2 separate regions of the Callithrix jacchus genome follow, and region 2 is linked to region 1. A link is a contact called in public Hi-C data. All regions are on one chromosome and are shown on one strand. Each heading gives the region's core, a stretch centred on a gene start, on an enhancer-like site or on the middle of the called end of the contact. The rest is flanking DNA. Distances are from core to core; before and after follow the strand shown. Region 1 holds the start of INHBB (inhibin subunit beta B). Region 2 has its middle 91 kb from the start of INHBB.

Region 1 (6,621 bases), core at 2,271-4,770:
TGGAAGAACTCAATTTACACCCTTGGCTCCCGTGGGCTGGGGGATCAGCAGAGGGCGGGATAATCCCAGCTTCTCGAGCAGATGGTTTCTGACTACTGCTTGACCCAGTTCCCTCCCAGCAGATGACTGGCAGCGGGGCTGACAGCTCCTTCACCAGGGGAGCAAAGTGTGGACCTTCGTCCCAACCTCCTTTTCCCTCCTCCCACCAGCAAGGACACAGTGGCTTTTGCTCCCCCTTGGCACCAGGTCAACGGGCAAGATGCTGCCCCTTCTTGAAAGCAGGGAGCCCTCACCCACGTTCCCTCCCTTTCCACAGCCCTGTCTAGCCCAGGTGGGACTGGCTATGAGAAGGGCTGGCCAGGAACACTCCTGCAAGGCTTGTGTTGGGGAGTGGAGGCTGTTAACTCCTTCACTGGCTTTATAGCTTCTCTCATTCATTCATTCGATCATTACTTCAATAAGTTGTCTCTGAACACTGCTAGGTCTGGTGCCAGATAGGGCCCAGGAGGCCTGCTTCCCAAGCAAGGGGACAGGCATGGGAGGAGAGAACAGCCAGGTAAAAAACTATCCAGGGCACAAACGGGTCAGGGAAGTGATGCCAAGGAGGAGAGACTGGGCTGGTTCTGAGAGCCTGAGAATGAGTTTGTCAAGTTGCTGGTGGCTGTGGTGATGGAGACAGCTGGGTACGCAAATACAAGCAAAACCAGGAGGTGGCCAGCTTGGCTCAAGGCCATCAGGCAGGAGGTGCTTCCCAGAAGGCAGAGGCTCCGGGGCCACAGGCTCCCAGGCCTCTGATGGGAGAGCAGAGACTCTGGCCGTGGTGGAGGTTCTAAGGAGGCAGAAGGGCTGCCATTTCGATCCTTCTCGATCCCTGCCTCTGACTTGGGTCGGCAAACTCACACCTGCCCTAGTTTTACCCGCCAGCTTCGGGTCGGTTCCACCGATTGGGAGGGAGGGGGCGCTCGGCCTCCAGACTTGTGGGCCACCGCCGTCCTGCGGTCCCGGCAGAGCTTCACTGTGGCAAGGCTGGCCCGAGAGGCGGGGTGGGGGGGGGGAGGAGGGGGCAGGAGGTCACGCTCCGCCTCCGACGTCCCGGATTCCCGAATATCCTAGGAAAGCCAGAATGACCTCCCATCGTGCTTCTGCCTTGAGTTAGCCCGTTGCGAGGGAACGGGGCTCGGCGCCGTGTCCTGTGGGCATTGTTATGCGGCCTCAGACCCGGGTGGGGGCGTGAAGGATAGAGGAGTGCATTGCCCTTGGGGCCCTGGACAGGTCTGAAAGTCAGGTTTCCACTGACAGCGTTCCTTGTCTGTTGGCTTGAGAACGGTGGTCTTAGAACTATCCTTTATCGGGTTCTGTGAAGAGCCTGGCCCAGTTGACTCGCTGGGCCTCCCACCCAGCCCGTGTGATACAGGTGTTAATGTCCCTTCACAGAAGATGAGGTAGAGACTAGGAAAGGTGAGGACTCTACCCAAGGTCGCTCCTGCAAAGCTGGCAGTGCCTGAGCCCGAGTGGAACCCAGGTTTGCGTGAGGCCAAAGTTTGTCAGCTGGCGAAAGTGGGGATTCCACAGCTGGCGAAAGTGGGGGTGGGGGTGGAGAACTGGAGATCCTGCCAGCCCTGCAAGCTCTGAAGCTCAGTGGCCTCCGGGCCGCGGGCCCGGAACCCCGCACAATCCGGGCGTTCCTCCCGGCCCAGCAGAGGCAGCTGCTGGCCAGGCCTCCAGTGGCTGCTGCCTCCCGGCTTTCCAGCCCGCGGGTCCCAGGCCTCGGCCAATGGGACGGCGGCCGGGGGCGCTGGGTAAGGGCGCTGTAGCCCGGGAGCGGCAGCCGCCGGCGGGGTCTGCCTCTAGCGTCCCAGGCCTCGCCGCACCCCGCTCGCCTCGCCAAGCTCGGCCGCGAGGGAGCGCCCCGGGAGGGCCGGGGCGGCCACGGGGGCGGGAGTCGCCTCTGCTGGTTGGGGAGGGCGGCGGCTGGGACAGGGGCAGGGCCTGCGTGGCCTCGGGGAGGGGGCGGCGGACCGGGAGGAGCGCCCGGGTCCTGCTCTTGGAGCCCGTCGGTGCCGCCCGCCGCCCAGCTGGGCAAGGGTCCGGGGCGCCCACGTGGTGGGAAAGTTTCGAGGTAGCAAAAGTAGCCCGGCATTGAGGGGGGTGGGAGGGGAGGGGAAGGAAAGGGAGGGAAGAGGGCCGGCTCGCCCCTCCTTCTCTCGAAGGCAGAAAGGAAAAAAGCGGTGGGAAGCTAGGGTGAGCGCGGGGGGCGGGCAGCCCCAACCTGAACAGATTCCGCCTCCCCCTCCTTCCCCCACCCCGGGAAGCCCGAGCGGGCAGGACGACACCCTCCCTCCCCCCCTTTTTCTGCCAACGTCTATCTCAACGCGCGCGCACATACGGAGATTGTGCGGCTTTTTTCCCCCTTGGGAGAAAAAACGGGGAGAGTAAAAGAAGAGAGGGCAAAGAGAAGAACTCGTCCTCGGCGAGCTCCGCACTCCGTGCCGCGGCCAGGCGCGGGGACGCCACGGCTGCCGCCGCCCGCCAGCTCTCTCCCGGCCCTGCAGCGGGTGCCAGTGCGAGCGCGAGCGAGGGCACCTCACCCGGGGACCCTGTGAGACTTTTCGGCGCTCGAGCCTACCTCGCCGCCGCCGCCGCGGCAGGCAGAAGAGACAGGGGCGAGAAGGGCCCTGCTTCCCGCCTGTCTTCCTCGCCCGGCGCCCCGCGCCCGGCCGGGCTGCGCGAGCAGGAGGAGGGAGGGAGGGAGGCGGCGAGGAGGCGGGAGGCGCAGAGGCCCCGGCGAAGCGCGCTGCGGCCGCCCGCTCGTGGATGCGGCGCCCAGGGAGCCTGGAGACAACTTTGCCGTGTGACGCGCCGGGAGGACTGCAGGGCCCGCGGCCGAGGGCTTGGCGCCGCCTGTGAGCGGGCTCGCGCGGCCGGCGCTCCTGGTCACCGCGCTCGCTCCAAGCCGCTGCCCACCGGCCCGCGGTGAGGACGACCTGCCCGTCGCCGCCACTGGAGGCCCTTCTCGGCGCGAGGCAGTGAGGGCGAAGCGCTCAGGTGCGAGCGCGGGGCCCCGCCGCAGCGCCCGCCGCAGCACCGCGCCAAGCCGCGCCCGGCTCAGCTCCGGGGGCTCCAGCGCCTTCGCTTCCGTCTCGGCCAAGTTGCGTGGACCCGCTCTTTCGCCCACCTTCCCTGGCCCGCGGCTGAACCGCCGCTCCTGCTGCTTTCGCTTCACCCGAACCGGGGCTGCGGGGCCCCCGACGCGGAGAGGATGGGGAGAAGGCTGCAGATGCGGAGGCGCCCCGAGACGTCCGCGCGGCAGTGACCCGAGACCCCCGCCGCGCCCCTCAGGCCCCAGTGGCCCTCGGCGCCCCTTCCCCGCCGCGCGGGAACCCCCGCGGCCCGGCCGGCCCCCTCCCCCAGTGAGCCGGCGGCGGCCCTCCCGGAGGGCGGGCGGGCGGAGGCCCGGGCGGGCGCGGGCGGGGGCGGGGCGGGGCGGCGCGCCTGAAGCCCGGAGCCCGGCCCTGCGCTAGGCTCGGTTCGCCTCGCGGCGGGCGCCCTCGTCGCCAGCGGCGCACCATGGACGGGCTGCCCGGTCGGGCGCTGGGGGCCGCCTGCCTTCTGCTGCTGGCGGGCGGCTGGCTGGGGCCTGAGGCCTGGGGCTCACCCACGCCCCCGCCGTCGCCCGCCGCACCGCCACCACCCCCGCCGCCCGCAGCCCCTGGCGGCTCGCAGGACACCTGTACGTCGTGTGGCGGCTTCCGGCGGCCTGAGGAGCTCGGCCGAGTGGACGGCGACTTCCTGGAGGCGGTGAAGCGGCATATCTTGAGCCGCCTGCAGATGCGGGGCCGGCCCAACATCACGCACGCCGTGCCCAAGGCCGCCATGGTCACGGCCCTGCGCAAGCTGCACGCGGGCAAGGTGCGCGAGGACGGCCGCGTGGAGATCCCGCACCTCGACGGCCACGCCAGCCCGGGCGCCGACGGCCAGGAGCGCGTTTCCGAAATCATCAGCTTCGCGGAGACAGGTGGGTCCGGCCCTCGGCTATCTGCCGCGGTCCCCGCTCGCTCCCGCTCTCCCTCTCCTTGCCAGCTCTGGCTGCCGCGCCGCCGCAGCCCGCGCGCCCTGGGGGCAGCCCGGACTCTCGGCAGGACTCCTTCGGCGGTGGCCCTGTGCGCTCCGCCCCGGTTGCAGTCATCTTCCCCCAGGCCGCAGACCCCTGCCTGCTGCCTCAACCCCCGCCGCCGAGCGCCTTGCCCTCCACCCCAGCTCTCCGGAATCCGGCCCCAGCGCCTCTGGGCGCGCGTCCCCCTCCCGGCAGATGCGCGCGGCCCTGGCTCTGCGGGCACTTGCTTGGTGATTGCTTAATGTTTTTGTTTCCCACGATCGAAGTGTAGGCTTAGCAGTGTGGATGAAGATGTGTGTGCTTGTTGATATACGTGGGCCGGAGGAGAGAGAGAGAGAGGGAGAGAGAGAGAGTGTGTGTGTGTGTGTCTGTGTGTATGTGTGTGTGTGCCTGCGTGAGAGGCCCCTGGGGCCGCTTCCATCACCGGCGGCGTGGGCTTGCCAGGATTGCTGAAGCCTCGCTGGGGAGAGCTAGGCAACCTCTCTTCCGATTGTGTGGGCACCGGAATCGGGCGGAAGGCAGGCTTCTCAACAGGTCCATCATTTACACAGAGAAAGCCGCGGCTCGGGGACAGCCGGGTGCCTTTCGGCTAGCCTGGCAGCTGCAGCAGACCCCTCGCCCGAGAGGCACAGAGTCGTAGTTAACAAAGGGGTTGGCTCCTTTCTGGAATCCCCCCACCCACCCTAAGGCCCCAGATTGCAAATCCCTAACACTGTCTAAATATAAAAATCAGAGAGAGAAAAATCTTTCGGAACTTTAAAAGAAGGAGAAAAATGTGCCCGCGCCAAAATGCTGCAAGTGCTTTCGACTCCGCTGTCCTTTTCAGGACTTGAATGAGCCAGGCTGGCTTTTGTGCCTGGAGCTCGGCCCCATTTGTGCTGAGGGGACTGCGGAGAAGGTCGCAGAGGGGGAAGCCCCGGTGCAGTCAGGGCGGGGGCAAGCGGGGAGCCTGGGTGGGGGAGCAGTTGTGCCCCTAGCTGCAGATGCCCCCCCCCCACACCCCCAGGCAGCAGGCAGCCTGGGGATGAAAAGGGATGAAAAGTTTTGCATGGCCGGGTGTGGAGAAAAGCAGAGACAATCGGGGCTGGTTTGTGCTTAGAAAGAAATGCATTGCCGTTTTAGCTGTCCACTAAAGTGAGTCAGGGAAAGCTCGCCATGCAATTAGAGGGCTCGGATTAAAAGGTGCTTTGGGGCCCAGAGTTAGAAATGTGATTCTGGAAGGTCGAGGAGGCCTTTTGGTCCCGGTGGCACAAAATGACAGCGGGGGCTGTTATATTTCTGGTCCGTTTCACGGAGCCAGCTCTTTGACTTATAAATAACAGATTCAGGTCACAGGCAGCTCGTCCAAGACCAGCTTTTAAGGCCGCAGTTTCCCCCATTTCAAAGTCAGATGTCAGTGTTATTAGAGGAGCCAGGCGAGGCCTGAGATGGGGGCTTGGGAGGGGCATGGTGGGAGGTTTGATAAAACCAGCCCTGGCCACAGAGTTTCGTTATTTGTTCTTCGTGGAAAAAATAAAAAAAGAAAAGAAAAACGTAGATTGTCAGAGGGAAGGGTCATGGAAAAGTAGGATGAGAGGGGAGGCATCTCTTGATTGGCACAGCTTTCTTCTTGTTAAGCTGGATTATTGAGAAAATTAACAAGCCAGCTCCCCTATTCCTTGGAGATTTTGAACGTGCCATTAACGGGGAGCCAGAGTCTTGTCAAAGGATTGGACCTCAAGTTTCAAGGCTGAATGTCCTGTCCCTTGGAACTACTCGGAAACAAGGGCCAGGCTCTGCAGCCTGCAAAGCACACGTCCCTGTGTCAGAAACCTGAGTAGAGCTGCTTGTTTGCAATGGAGGTTCCACTGGGGGTTGGATCAGATCGTACTTAGGTAAACACTGGAAAGAGGCGGTAGGTGGCTCAGCTTGATTTTGCAATGCATTAAGTTAACCAAAAAAAAAAAAAAAAAAAAAGCCCTACTAAAACCACCCACCCCTGCGATCCTGGTTTTGTTTTTCAGATTTCACAGATACCCATAACAACTTGTTAAGATCTTGGCCCCCTGACAAGTTCTTCTGTTGTTCTTTGAGGCCTGACAGCCTGTCTCCAGGGAGCCCTGGCCTGGGAGAGGTGAGGCAGGATTTTATAGGCCTGGACCCTCCAGCCCCAACCTGGTCCGGGTTTCTCAATGGGAAACAATTTTCTCTGCCTCTCCCAGGTTACAGTCAGAGGCCCTGGCCCCAAGAACGGTATTTCTGGTTAATAACGTTTTCCAGCTGTGTGGCGAGTTGCATTCCAGCATCCTGCAGCAGAGAGTGTGTTTCCCCCATAGCCTCGTGTTCTCCTTGAGTTAACTTGGCCTGCTCTTCCCCTTTTCTGCAGATGGCCTCGCTTCCTCGCGGGTCCGCCTGTACTTCTTCATCTCCAATGAAGGCAACCAGAACCTGTTTGTGGTCCAGGCCAGCCTGTGGCTTTACCTGAAACTCCTGCCCTACGTCCTGGAGAAGGGCAGCCGGCGGAAGGT
Region 2 (6,621 bases), core at 2,429-4,928, 92 kb after region 1:
GGGTGAAAGGCAGGGCACTGGGTGGTAAGACAGCCTGGAAGATACCGAAACATCGTTGGGAGCCTTGGGCATGGGCGTCTGGCTCAGCTTTGGCTCAGTGGTCCAGGAGCAGTGTGGAGTGCGTCCTTCAGGCCCAGGATGGGGCCACCCAGAGGTTTTAAAGTGGGTGGCTCTATGTCCTGGTGACCATCCAGTCCCTCGGCCCTGCTCAGAGCCTTCCTCTTCTGGGAAATTGAACAGACAGCTGTTCTTCTGCCCCTCCTCAGTCCCTCCAACCCAATGGTCTTCACCCTGGCTTGCCCACACCTCTCAGGAGGACCCTTCTGACATGCTATTTTAACACCAGTGCCCAGACCCAGCCTGGAGTCCTGTGTCCCCTCTGCCGTGGCCCTCTTCCCAGGGGCCCCTCCAGCCTCTCTCATCTCCCAGCCCTAGGGCCCCTCTTCATGGTTCTTCAGGCCTGTGGAATTATGTTCTGATTCCTTGCCATTCAAAGCCTGCTGTGGTCAGGCCTCAACCAACTGCATCTCTTCCTGTTTCCACCAAACAGGAGGCAAGCTAGCCCTGAGCCTCCTCCCCTATCGCCACACCACAGCCAATGCTGTTCCCATTACCTGGAAATTCTACTTGCTCCATCCCCCACCTCTCCTCATTGACGCCCTACCCATCCCTTGAGATCCACTGCAAATGCCCCCTTCTCCAGGAAGCCGTCTTGCCCTCTCCTTCACTAAGGATTCTGAACCTCTGTTACATCTTTCTAGCTTTTCCAAAGCCTCGCACATCCTTCAGTAGCTTCTTGAGAAAGAGTATATGGGAAGTGAGATTTTGAGAACTTTTACCACCCACACTTTACTCTACCTTTATGCTTGATTAATTTGCCTGCATATAAAATTTCAAAATTGTGTTCCCCTGTCTGTAAGCAACCGCTGTCCAGTGCTACTCTTTTGCCTGATCCTTCATATGCAAAGTATTTTTGTATCTCTGTACATGTCTCCAATTTAGGAGCCTTTTTGGGGTTCTGGCCGGTTTTTTGGACTTCCTGTTCTATAAACCTCGGTTTCAGCTTTCTCCACAGAGCTAAAGAAATCACCCCTCTCCCATCTGCATTCAAGCTTCTGAAATTTTGCTGATGGCTCCTCTATCATACTCTTTGCCTTAGTAGATTTTCACCTTTAAATGTCTCTTTACTCTCACGCCAGGGTGTCTCAGGAGTGAGTATAGATAAATTTGCATGCCGAATTAGCCATATTTGAGAAGCCCACTGGGAGGTAGCTTTGAAGTGCATCCTGGCTACAAAGGCTTGGAGCTCTGCTCCGAGGCACCCAGGCTGTCCTCTTGAGTCACTTATGTAGGGTCCTGGTCTATGTGGTAAATGTCCCTAACCAGGAGGAGCTACACCAAATGAGTGAGGGCCTGTTTGCTGGTCTGTTGTGAAGTGAGTGATGTGCTTAAGTGAGGCCGTCACCAACCTGGATCATAGCTGTCCTTATGGTGACAGGTTGACTGAGGCTGGATCCCCAGTAGTCAGGGAAAGACAAAAGTCTTAGGCCTGGACAGGTAGGGAGTTACTTTGCAATAGGGGTAGAAGGCCTTATCCACACAAAAGACGATTCCAGCGGGGAGTGATAGCTCACACCTGTAATCCCAGCACTTTGGGAGGGTGAGGTGGGCAGATCGCCTGAGGTCGGGAGTTCGAGACCAGCCTGGCCAATGTGAAGAAACCCTGTCTCTACTAAAAGTACACAAAACTAACGGGGGCGTGGTGGTAGGCGCCTGTAATCCCAGTTGCTCAGGAGGCTGAGGCAGGAGAATCACTTGAACCCGGGAGAGGGAGGATGCAGTGAGCCAAGATCATGCCATTGTACTCCAGCCCAGGAAACGAGCAAAACTCCACTTCAAAAAAAAAAAAAAAAAGAACTATTCCGATGGACAGTGGATGCAGAAACATGATTCTACGCTGTTGTTTCTCAGTGGTTGTCTTCCCTATGTCCTGCCCTGCTCTGGACTCAGCGTGTAGAGGCAGCCTGCCACACCCAGAGTCCCTGAGGCAGCTCTGTTCCTGGGCAGCGGTCAAGCCACTGAATGTCTGTTGCGCATTATGAATGTCTGTTGCGCATTAACTAGTCTCATGGTGTGAGGGACATCAGTGAGCTCCAGGAGTTCCATTCCAGGAGGGCACAGATGGATGCTGTGGAGCCATGCATCAGACAATCAGAGAGGGAAGGCAAGGAGAAGGTGAGGGAAGAAGAAAATTGCAGCCCCACTTATGTTTGGGGTAGTAGCATAATTTGTAATCCAAAGAGGGACGTGTGTGAGAGTGAGGGGCACTATGAATATGAATAGTAATGCAGGGCCCCAGGCGTAACCTGGGAGTCCCAGACAAGCTGGGGTATAGTATAGACTCCCTCCCACTTCAGTACAGGATCTTACTGAAACCCTAAAACAGTCCTATACTTGGATGGCATTGTCTCTTTGTGATGGGACAGTCACTCTGAGAGCACAGGCATGTGTGTGAGGTCAGGAAGCCGGAGCTGGCACTGGAGCTCAGATTGGTGTGACTCTAACTTTTCAGCCTAAAATCTGCCTGTTCAGGGAGGAGGTTGTTTGGCAGGGGCTAGGCTTAGGGGGCTTTATGGAAACAGGGGACTGGAAGGATTGGGAAGATTTTCCAGGCAGCTCAGATGCCCAGCGAGCCTGGGGGCTAGTTCCAGGTCCAGCCTCCTTAGGGCATAGGGAGTCTTGAGGCCTTGGCCTGCCTGTGCTGGTGGGATGGAGTTGGTATGTCCACATCTCCCTGACCCAGTCATACTGCAGGGCCCATCAGAGGGGCCCCACGGAATAGTCCCCTCTCTGTCTTTCACACCTACATAAATCTGCACACGTGGTCACAACATGGAGAGTTAGGCCAACACAAGCTATACAGGTGCAACCCACTTGAAATGCGGATGTCCCCAGCTTCACGGAAATGAGAATACGCAGGCGCAGACGTCAACGTTCGCCATACACAGACCCAGTCACCCTTACTTCTGCTTCTCGTACAGTGTGTGCACAGGGCTTTGGGTGAAGACTTTCAACAGTAACCATGTGCCTCACCCCCATGACACCCCCAACCTCTCTCCTGGGAACCCTTGCCCCCCTCTCGAAGGGTGGCAGCCTCGGGGCCCCAGCCTTTATGCAAATGCCAAGTCACAGCTCACTCTATCTTTTCTCTCCTCTCTAATTGACTGTTTTCCCTCCTTGCTGGGACTGCGGGAGCCCCGGGTCGGCATTCAGAAGGGCTCTCCCCCACTGCCCGGCCGCTCCAACCCGAGCTCCCGGCGCTTTTAATCTAGTTACTTTTCCATCAACACACTGGGAGAAAGACACAAAGGGGCATAATCGTATCTGTGGCTGTTGATGTTCAATTAACCACATAACCTTTAGGCGCGCTCTCTCTCTTTCTTCCCCCCTCTCACCTCACCCCCCTTCTTCAGGCCAGCTGCCCCTCTCGGCCTGACACTGGCTCAGAAGCCCTCCAACACCCCACACCGAAGACCTGGCCTCCTGGCCGCTGGGAGATGTCTCACCTTTTAGGGAAGGTAAGCCATCAACCCCAATTCCAGCTGCACTCCTCACCTGACCCCTGCCTGCCCCTGCTCTGCCGGCCCCTTCTGCCAGCCCTCCGTCCCTCTCCAGGCCTGGAGCGAGGGGTGCCTCTGGGAGCGGGCACCCCGCAAAACTCCGCTTTCTGGCCCCTGTCTGGGGCCAGCAGCTGTCATTTGCCGGGCGTTCCGCTTTCTCCACTGTACCATGCTAATTTTTCGAGGGACAATTTTTTGACAATGAGTCCTCCAGCCCGAACAGAAACCCTTTATGGGGCCGGCCCCAGGGAGGCCGCGGCGCTGCCAAGGCAAACAAAGGCTCATTGCTGCGGCGGAACACGCCTGCGCCTTTCGGGGCCGGGTTCGCAGAGCGCGCCGCCTCCAGCCCGCGCCGAGGTAACACCTGGTCCGCCAACTCCTGGCGCCTAATCAAGATATCAATCACGGCGCGGGGGCAGGGGGGCGCACGGGCGCCGAAGGCTCCAGAACCCGGCATGTGCAGGTAGCCGACCGCCTGGCCGGCCAGGGCTGCTTGGCAGGGAGCGCCGGGATCTGGGGGGAAAGAAATCAGGCCCCGAAGCTGAAGGCTTAATTAGGCTGATATCATCCCGCACAAATGTTCCTCCTAGAGGAAGGCTTCTGGGCACCAAAATTATTTTGTGATTAAAAGCGAAAAGGAAGGAGAAATGATTCTGCCTTCGGAGGAGCTCGGAGGGCTGGGGGAGGCGGCAGGAGGCTGGGGCGCAGCGCAGCGCCCGGGGCGCGGGACCCAACCAAGCTCCTCACTGCTGCCCGCCCCCACCGGGGCAAAGAGGCGCAAGTGTCCACCGACCCCTGTCACTTGCGGCCTTTCCTGACTGCCCAGGGCTTCCAACCATGTAGACGAGTGACAGTAAATGTCCGGGTCCCTGCATATAGGTGCTTCTTTAATCTGCACCGGGCCTGAAAAGCCCTGCATGTCGTCGTCATTCCATTTCGTAGATGGGGAAAATTAGCTCCGAGAGGTGACATCTTGCCCGAAGTCCCACGGCTGGTCTGTGGCAAGTGGAGAGTCGCAAGTCTTTCCAAAGGCCCCTGCGCCTAGAACACGCCGTCCGTCGCGCGGCCGCGGCGACAGAGGGAATGCTTGACTGCCACCTTCTCTCCCTTACCGGCTTGCGGGCGAACCAGCAGGCTTGGGAGAGCAGGAGATTGGGGAGGGCGGACTCTCCAGCCACGCCTCGTCCCCCGGAGCCTCCACCAATCCCGGGCCCGGAAAGACCCGCCCGCTGCCGGCCATGCCCAGCACCTGCGCAGGTAGTGAGCGCAGGTGAACCTCAGGCCGGGGCTTCTATGGCCGCACTCTGCGCAGAAAAGCTGCGTGGAGAAGCTTCCCAGCAGTCGCTGGGAAGGGCTGGGCCGGGTCGTGGTTCTGCCACTTACTCGCTGTGTGACCTCCTGTGCCTCACTGTGACGTGGGACAACGGTAGTCCCAGCCTCATAGTGCTCTCTGAGGATGGAATGAGCTCTTCCTGCCAGTCAAGCTCAGCCTAGGGCCGGCTGTGAATGTGGTCAGAAAACCCCACGTGCAGGCCTGCATCCGCCACCAGACCTTGGTTCGCCGCACTGAGACGCTCTCGCAAGGCTGATAACGGGCTGTGAGCGAGCTTCCCAAGTGCTGCCTTTGCCCTTGGCCTTGTCTATCCTGGGACGCACCCCCAGCCTCCCAGGATCTGGCACTGAAGGGACCTAATAGGAGACCAACCCCCGCCTGACCCAGACTATGGGGGCATTCATCCTGAGTGGTTAGTGCCCATGATGTACTGTTTGTTAAATATTTTGAATATTATCCCTGATCGTCTAAGTAATAAAATATTTTGCTGTTGCCAAAGACAACATATACCGTTTCAGAACCCTGAATCTAAACAGTGTCCTATTCAACCAACCCATCATTCATTCACGATGTAAGCTGCACATTTAGAGAGCTTTTCATTACTAATTGATTGACTCACTGATTTCTGGGCATACTCACTCATAGACTCAGTTATTAATTATGTGACAATCACTCCACCTACGTACATAAATCCTTTCTCGTGGGTCAGGGTGCACCAGATGGGCCTTGGGCAGTCTCTCCTTTGAGGACCTCACTGTCTCTTGTGGGGATGGAGTGTGGGCACCGCCATCTCTAAACCAAGAGCAAATGGGTAACCACCAGGAGAGAAGATGGTGTTCAACAAGAGGTGTCAGGCACAAGGAGTGACAACTGACCTGAGCTTGAAGGATGGACAGGACAGGGGCACAGGGGTGGGGGACTCTGGTCAGCTCTTGAGCAGGGCAGGTCAGATGGTCAGATCTGCATTTTAGCCAGAGCTGAGCTGCCTTGCCTAGGTGCCCGCTGGGATTATAGGCATGAGCCACTGCACCCGGCCCTAGGTTGTTTTAAAAATCTTCCTTTCCTGCCTGTGGTGGACCTGATATGTGCCACCAAGAGCTGCCCCCATGCCCCCTGCCAGGGAAGGCCTTGCTTGGCTGCAGGGAGTAAGGCCAGCATATAGCTCTAGCTGTCAATTTCCAGGGAGGCCTCCGCTGTGGGGGACCACCTCATCCCAGGCCACAGCCTTGCTGGGCCTGCCAGCAACAGAGTGCAGTACTGTGTCTGGAGGCTCAGCTATTTTGGTCTGGAGCTGCCCGCTGGTCATCCCAGTATATTGTCCGCTTCTGTCCAGCCCTGCTTTTACCATCAAACGTGCATTCCTTGGAAAAATGGGGGAATAAACCCCAATCTTGTAATATGGTACATTGATTGATCAACATCACACAAATGTGGTACAAAGACTAGCTGCTCTGAGGGGCTGGGGGAGCAAGAGATCTCTAGGGGCCAAAGCAGTCAGGGATAGCTTCTTAGAAGAAAGGTATGGAGCTGCCTTAAAAGGGTTCCTTCCTGAGTTCAATTGCTGTGCCAGGTGCTTGGTGGGCTGGCACTGGGTGGGGCAGGGTGGCTGGGGCAGTCAGTCTTAAGGGGGGTGGCCCTGTGGGCAGATACTGCTGCAGAAACGAGCAG

What was found. Hi-C and Micro-C count contacts between places; a contact is called where the count stands out from the background.
Region 2: a contact with region 1 is called in a Hi-C map of skeletal muscle, with 2.9 times the contacts expected there. The contact joins the enhancer-like site here to the promoter of INHBB in region 1. A contact is called at or near these places in 3 of 3 Hi-C or Micro-C datasets (induced pluripotent stem cells and skeletal muscle).

What each region holds. Positions count from the first base shown.
Region 1 is chr6:104,922,376-104,928,996 of calJac240_pri, forward strand. INHBB (inhibin subunit beta B) reads left to right here and starts at 3,521. Exons shown (of 2, transcript XM_035305104.3): 1 at 3,521-4,015; 2 at 6,480-6,621. The coding sequence starts at 3,568.
Region 2 is chr6:105,013,998-105,020,618 of calJac240_pri, forward strand. No RefSeq gene overlaps it. Among named protein-coding and RNA genes, the nearest start is that of INHBB, 91 kb to the left of the region's middle. Within about 2 kb of position 3,679, at least 8 of the 16 cell types and tissues checked have an H3K27ac peak or open chromatin away from gene starts, as enhancers often do.